Regions from separate parts of the Sus scrofa genome. Here region 2 is linked to region 1. The links are chromatin contacts, called in public Hi-C maps. All regions are on one chromosome and are shown on one strand. Each heading gives the region's core, a stretch centred on a gene start, on an enhancer-like site or on the middle of the called end of the contact. The rest is flanking DNA. Distances are from core to core; before and after follow the strand shown.

Evidence for each region. Hi-C and Micro-C count contacts between places; a contact is called where the count stands out from the background.
Region 2: a contact with region 1 is called in a Hi-C map of embryonic fibroblasts, with 3 times the contacts expected there. The contact joins the promoter of LCA5L here to the promoter of HMGN1 in region 1. A contact is called at or near these places in 1 of 5 promoter capture datasets (liver) and 5 of 47 Hi-C or Micro-C datasets (embryonic fibroblasts, heart right ventricle, liver and 1 more).

Annotation. Positions count from the first base shown.
Region 1 is chr13:202,941,389-202,944,917 of Sscrofa11.1, forward strand. HMGN1 (non-histone chromosomal protein HMG-14) reads right to left here and starts at 2,108. Exons shown (of 7, transcript XM_021070990.1): 1 at 2,071-2,108; 2 at 1,793-1,913; 3 at 1,443-1,475; 4 at 1,328-1,357; 5 at 1,195-1,245. The coding sequence starts at 1,807.
Region 2 is chr13:203,043,682-203,046,862 of Sscrofa11.1, forward strand. It overlaps LCA5L (lebercilin-like protein), which reads right to left and starts at 1,518. Exons shown (of 9, transcript XM_005670355.3): 1 at 1,211-1,518. It overlaps SH3BGR (SH3 domain binding glutamate rich protein), which reads left to right and starts at 2,894. Exons shown (of 8, transcript NM_001244236.1): 1 at 2,894-3,098. The coding sequence starts at 3,054.

The DNA.
Region 1 (3,529 bases), core at 858-3,357:
GCTTCATAAAGTTTCTCGGGTACTCTTATTTTTTGTACAAATGTATTCCCTACTTTTTGGTGTGAGAAAGCTGATGTACTACACACATACCTTCTTTGAACCCTTAAAGTCACAAAACAGAGCTTTCTACTGGAAAAATGACTTTCACCACTGACCTCTATACAATGATTAAAGAAAAAAAATGTGGGGGGGGGGACGGATGGCCACGGGACAGGGGGCAGGACACCCTTTGATTAAGCAGTGCTGAGCTTCCACCCACAAGTTTAGGAACCGGGTGATGGCAAGAAAGACTTATAAGGGGAGAGTTTTCTACTAGCAAACTCTCAGGAAAGTTTTGAGTAAATAGAAATTAATCACACCAGTGAATTTCCCCTGAATAACAAGGAGAGCTTCCCAGAGCTCCAAAAACAAAGTTACAAATGACATAAACACATTTTGCTTTCCCAAGTTATTTTCAAACCAACACATACCCAAGAACAACTTCGGCCCCCAAGCCCGCAACGTGAATAAAGCAATGGTGAATCTCTTCCAAGCAATGGTCATGCTGTTTACCGTTAACTCGGTCTGATACAATAAAATAATTCAGGGAACTCCTAAGCATACAACTGCAGGTTAAACTCTGAGACTCCTCTTAGCCATGTTTTCAAGGAACACAACTCTTGCTCTCTCTCTCCATGTAAAATAGGACCCCCTACCTTGCCTTGCAAACCTTACACGCAGACACATACACATTCCCTTCTGCTGGCCTCAGGCCTAGCTTTGCTGTTATGGTCGCAAGAGGAAGTACAGGCGTGCAACGAACAGAGAAGCGCTAGCCATAAGGAGCACAACACAAAGAATGGATTTCCCTGGAAAGCCAAAGTTAGTCTCCCAGTATTTGCGGCCGTCTTAAGTTTCCCAAATTCTGCAGCAGCATTACTGTGATACATTCTATCTCCATTAACCGGGATAATCACTACATCCACCATATCTTACCCAGGCCGGAAAAATGTTCTTTACTCATATTATAAAAACCTTAAATCACAGTGCTAAACGTGGTCAAATCCCGACTTTCCAGGAGATTATGACGTCAAACTGTAGACAATTTTGATACTCAAAGTCAAGGTCTTGGCCGCCGCCGGCAACGTGCGTTAAGGTAGCACCGCGGCATTTCGAAGACACCACGGTCTCTTAGGGTTGAAGTTGGAAACCTACCTTTCCTGCCGCCTTTTTTGGCTTCGCTTCCACTTTTGCAGGAGCAGGTTTCTGAAAGGCAAAGGTAGCACTGAGTTTCTTCCCGCGCTAGGATCCCACGGAAAAGGAAGGTTAGGGGGCTCACTTTACTTACAGCTGACAACCTCGCCGATCTCCTCTTGGGCTTCGGGAAAGAAAAGCAGAATGAGTAAGACGCACGGGACGCGGGGCGAACCGAACCCACCCCGGGACAGGCGGGGGGCTCTTACCTCCTCCTTTGCCGCCCCCTCGGCGGAGCTGACCTGCGGGAGGAAGCAGACAGCGAGTGGGCGCAGCCCGCAAACAAAAGTGCCCGCGCGCCCTGCGCCCGCGAGAACAATACCCGGCCGCGTGACGTCAGCGGCTTCCCGCCGCCGCGTTCGAATCTCCCACCCGGCTCCGCGGGCCGCCGAACGTTCCGGAACCGCGCGCCCCATGCCGGTGCGCGCCCGCCCTCCGCCGGCCCGCGGCGCCTCCCGGGCCCAGCGCCGCCGAGGGCGCGGCGGGGCCTGGGCCTGCCTGGCTGGGCGCCGCGGCCGGGCGGCGGAGGGGGCGTGTGCGGGCCGCGGCCGCCGCTCACCTTCCTCTTGGGCATCGTGGCGAGGGCGCGGGCGCGTGCCGGGTGCCTGCGGTCCGCGGCGCGCCGAGAGCCTTCGCGAATCTGGGCTGCCTGGCCGCTGCCGCTCCTCCCGCCGCCGGAGCTGCTGGGACCCGCGGCGGGGGCGGTGGGAGAACCGGATGGAACCGGATTGGGAGCCCGCCCCCTCCTCCCCCCGCATCCCCCGGCCGCAGGCTCCCCCTCCCCTCCAGCCGGGCCGCCCCCCGCCCCCACCCACGCCCATTGGCTGCGGGGCCCACCGTGCCGCGGCCAGCGCCCGGAATAGGTGAGGCCGGCCGTCACTCGACCACTGCGCCCCGCCCCCGCTCTCGGCGCCCCCACCCCGCCCGCCGTCTCGCGGGGCCCCAGACCCAGGCGAGGGGGCGGGGCCCCACGGGCCGCCCTCGCCTCACGGTAGTTTGTTTGAAGCCGAGCCGCAAAGTGCGGTCTGAGCGCCGATTGGCTGAGGCCCGCCACGTGGTCTCCGGGTGAGCCCGCCCACAACCCCCCTGGCTACCTGGGCGCCAGCCAGAGCCAAGAAAGCCCGGGGATCAAGTCCCTTTCCTGTAGGGTGAATTGGGTTGGAAGGGTTTTAGTTAGTCTCACAGACTGGGAAGGAAGAGATAACACGTTCAAATATGAACCAACTTCTTCCACCTCAGTTGGTAAGAAAGGCTAATAGGTCTTCAGCCTCGCTGGCCTGCAGGAGGCGGATTCTAGTGCGCAGGCGCGGAAGGGGAGGTCGTGGGAAGGAAAGTCGGCGCGGGGCTGCACTGCGCAGGCGCGGGTTTTTGCGACGTCCCTGGAGTCGCGGCCCTGCTACCCTGCTGGGTTGCTCGTGGTCAGCTGTTTCTGTGCAGTTTCTTTTAGGTTATCCGTTCCCTTAGGGGCTGGGGGTGCTGGCGGTTCGTCTCAGGAGGCTAGTGGGCTCCTGAGTCCCGGAGGCTGCCGGCCCCAGGACTCGAAACCGCTCTCTGGGCCGGCCGGTCCCTCCTGCACAGAAGTGAAGTGCGGAGTAGGGCCATCCAGCTCGTGCCCGTTTTAACCAGTTGCTCACCTAAGCATCTTTCCGAGATAGAAAAAGAGCTTCTGGCTGGGGATCTGAGCTGGAAACCTCGGAACCAGTGAGATCACAAGTAACCAAAAGAAAATTATGTTTAAAAGGGCAGATTGATTACTGTAAAAAAAGCTCTTAATCGGAAAATTGTCAGCTGGAATTAATTCTTGGGGAGGAAGAAACACTGGAGTACTTTTGAGTCAGAAAGATTGGAAACAGACCAAATGTCCATCATTTGAGACGCCCGGATAAGCTATGACGCTTTCGCCTAGTGGAATAATGAGCCACTGCGGAAAAGAATGAGGCCGCTCTTTACCCAAGAAGTGGATTTTGAAAGTCCCTAGTCAGTCTCTTAACTCCTGATCAATAACTAATGCCTTCCCTTCTCACCGAAGAAAGTCTAAAGTTCTTAAGGGTGGTTTATAAAGATCTCTGCACTCTGGCCCGCTTCAAACGACTTTCACCACTGCTTACCCCGTGTCACCTCCCAGCCTCAAATAGGCTGGGCAGCTCCTGCTTCAGGCCTAATCACCTGCTGTCCCTCTGCTCCATGCTCTGCCTCAGACCAGTGCTCTCCTCCTCTGGGTCCATGCACAAATGTCACCCTCTTGTTGAGGCCTTTCCTGACCTTTCAATTTACAATTGCAACTCCCCATTTCCAG
Region 2 (3,181 bases), core at 268-2,767, 100 kb after region 1:
TAGTCACATGAAAGAACAGAGAACGGGAAAAGAGTACACTGTCTACACTCGAGGCAATTAGGAGGCTGCAGAAATTATCCAGGCCTGGGCCAGGGTGGTGATAGTGGGGCTGGGAGAAATGACTGGTGTGTGGGTACTTTGTGAAGGATGTCTTGACAGACTGACACGAGAAGGGACAGAATGGGAGTCAAGAAAGACACCAAGGGCCAGACGGCTAGGAGAATGGTTTCCAGTTACTGGGGTGGGTAACAGCAAGGGAGGAACAGGTGTAAGGCAACGTTCTGGACTTGCTGTGCTGGAGATGCCTTAGACATCTAAGTAGAGATATGGGCAGGCAGACACTGGTCTCACGGTCAGAGGAGGGTCAGGGATGGAGACAGACAAGAGAGGTTCACTGCGCTTTGAGCCCACGAGACTCGACAAATTTAACTAGAAAGGGAGAACAGATTAGAAAAGAAAAAGGTTCAAGGTCGTGTTTGGCAGTGAAAAACTAGTCTGCAAAAAGTCACCGGATGGCACACCTGTGGCAAGGAAATGTTAAAGCACCCCGGGGAAACCGTGGACATAGTTCCAAGGTCGAGGTGAGTAGGTGAGGGACAAACACAGAACAAACAAAGGATTCAGATTTCCTCCGGTTTGGTGATTGGGGCGTGTCAGCGCTAAGGGGAGAAGAAAAAAAGAAAACACGGCAAAAGAAAGCTGGTAGGAGCAAAAGTGAAGTTATCAGATTCATATATAAGAGATACATGACGGCGAAAGCCTGAGAGTCGGGTGGGCGGGTGACATCGACCCCAGCGTGACCGGGGTACAGGGTCGGGTGGGGTGACTGGAGCCTGGCCGCTCCCCTGGCCGCACCCGCGCCGGCTCCCAGCCGGGCCCTGCCCCAGTTCCTCCAGCAGCCAGACCGCGTGCGGGCGGGTCGGGGTCCCGGGGCCAGCGTGGGCTTGTGTGCTGCGTGGGCTCGGTCACTGGCCGAGCAGGGAAGAAGGACGCCGACAGTGGCTCTTCAGGCTGCACTTTGCAGGAGGAAGCGGCCTGACGACCTGGCTACATTACCAACTCGAGTACAGCCAGGCAGCGAGGCCCGAGCTGGGCAGGGGCTACAGCTGAGTGACCAGGCGACACTGTAAGTTAAGGTTCGGAAAGTTTAGCAGGAGGCTCGGCTGGGGCTGGGCGGAGGCCTCGGGCTGCAGGGCGCGGCGGCGGTTACCTGTTGCGCGCGGCTCCGGCTGCAGCGCTAACCCAGCGGCCTCCCGGCGCTGACGCGTTGCCCTGGAAACTGGCACGCTGGGCCTTCTGGGACCTGCCGGGAGGGGCGGAGCCGCGAGTCTGCGCGCACGCGCACTGGGACCCCGTCTGGTGGTGCGTGGCTCCGGCGGTCTAGGGCGGGGGAGAGTCCTGCTCCACGTGATTCCTCCTTGAGAGAGAAGTGAGCTGGCGGCGTAGGCGTTTGCAAAGGAGCCTCAGGTTGCACCTCCTCAGGGCCCGGGACCTCGGTGGCGCCCTGGCCGCGCCGGGGTGAGAGAGCCGGCCCCGCGACGTCCCCGTAGGCTCGGAGATCCCGCGGTTCTTTCGCGCGCCGGTTAGCCCTCGCCCTTGCACCGGGTGTTTTGAATCCGAGTCCGTTGCGCGTGTCTGGTTCCTAGCTTGGGAGGGGCGTGGATGGAGAGCTGAGCGCTCCTGTTAACCTCTCTGTGTAAAGATAGATTTCTTGGGTGAAAGGAGAAAACCATGACAATGAAGCAATGCATGCTTGGTGTAGAAAATTGACAATGTACAGGAAAGTACAAGAAGATGTAAAAATCACCAAGATCATGGAATTACAAGTGCTAAAAAGTGATTGCGTAAGAATTTTTAGTGATACATTGGCATCATTAACGAAGCTTAGCACTATTTCTCTTCTCCTCTTCCTCCTCCTCCCATTGTATCAACGCCCTGTTGAATGTCCTTGTAGATTAATTTTAGGGGTCACTCCTAGTTAGAATGCGTTCTTCCAGGTTGCCATAGCCACCTCCTCCTTGAGCAGCAAGGGACTTAAAAAAGAGACTCATTTCTCTAAAGAGGACTAAATATCCTCCCTTCGTTTGCCCCTAACACCCTTGATCTTGGTTTTGGAACCCATCGAAGAGTTGGGTGGCTAGCTTTTGGGCGTCTTACTAGATTTTTAACAACAACAGCAAAATCTAACTTTGAACACAATTCAAACATCTATACAAATAAGATGAGGGAGCCTGCTACCAACAGACCATTAATCTCCCCCCCCACACCCCGCCCCAAGGTCTCTGAAACAGCGGAGACAATTTGTTTGTTGAAGTCATGGGTGCTGACAAGCCAGCCGCCACCTCCCTGCCGGGTCTGGGATGTCAGTGAAACCTTACACGGTCCCTCGGCTTGTCAGCTCCGGTTCTTTAAAAGGAACAGGTGGCAAAGGGAGAAAACTGGCCACAGGCCACTCTTAACGGAATCTATTGTATGACGATTCATTTGATTTGTAAACAGATGTGTCAGAAAAATTAAAAGGAAGGAACGCGCTCTGTATTTGTTTAAAGGCTTCGGTGCCTGTTCTGACCCTTCCGGTTCGTTTGGCAGAAGCCCTGTAAACAAAGCCTCCTCCGGGACCGAGCCGGTGTTTTCTGGGCTTTTCCGGCTCCCGAGAGCCCTTCCCTCCTCCTCCCTCCTCCTCCTCCTCCGGTACCCGGGCCCCACCTCCCTCCGGTCCGAGACACCTCCCCGCCGGTCTCTGATTGGTGCAGAGCGCAGCCTTGCCTTTTAGGGACTGTTGTCGGGCTGTTAAAGTGATAAGGGAAAGCGTCCAGTGGCTGCTTTTACCAACCAATCAACTATTTTCCTGACAGATCCCCAAATATTCCCGAGCCAATGGAGGGGAGAGCCCGAGATGCCTGGGCCTCTCCTGGGAGAGGCAGGAGCTCAGACAGCCCTGGGCCCCCGCCAGCCCCCACCTGGCATTTGTCTGTGTCACTGTCAGGATTTGTCTAGCGCCGCGTCCCCTAGCAGGGGTGTGTTGGGGGGAGCCCTCTTTCCAGACTCTCAAAATGGTTATCAAAGTGTTTGTTGCCACATCTTCTGGGTCCATAGCGGTAGGTGTCTGATGGAATGGGGGGGCTTGTCTTCCTGTCCTACTTTCTGAGTATCTTAGACTTGGAATAGAAGGAGCCGGTAT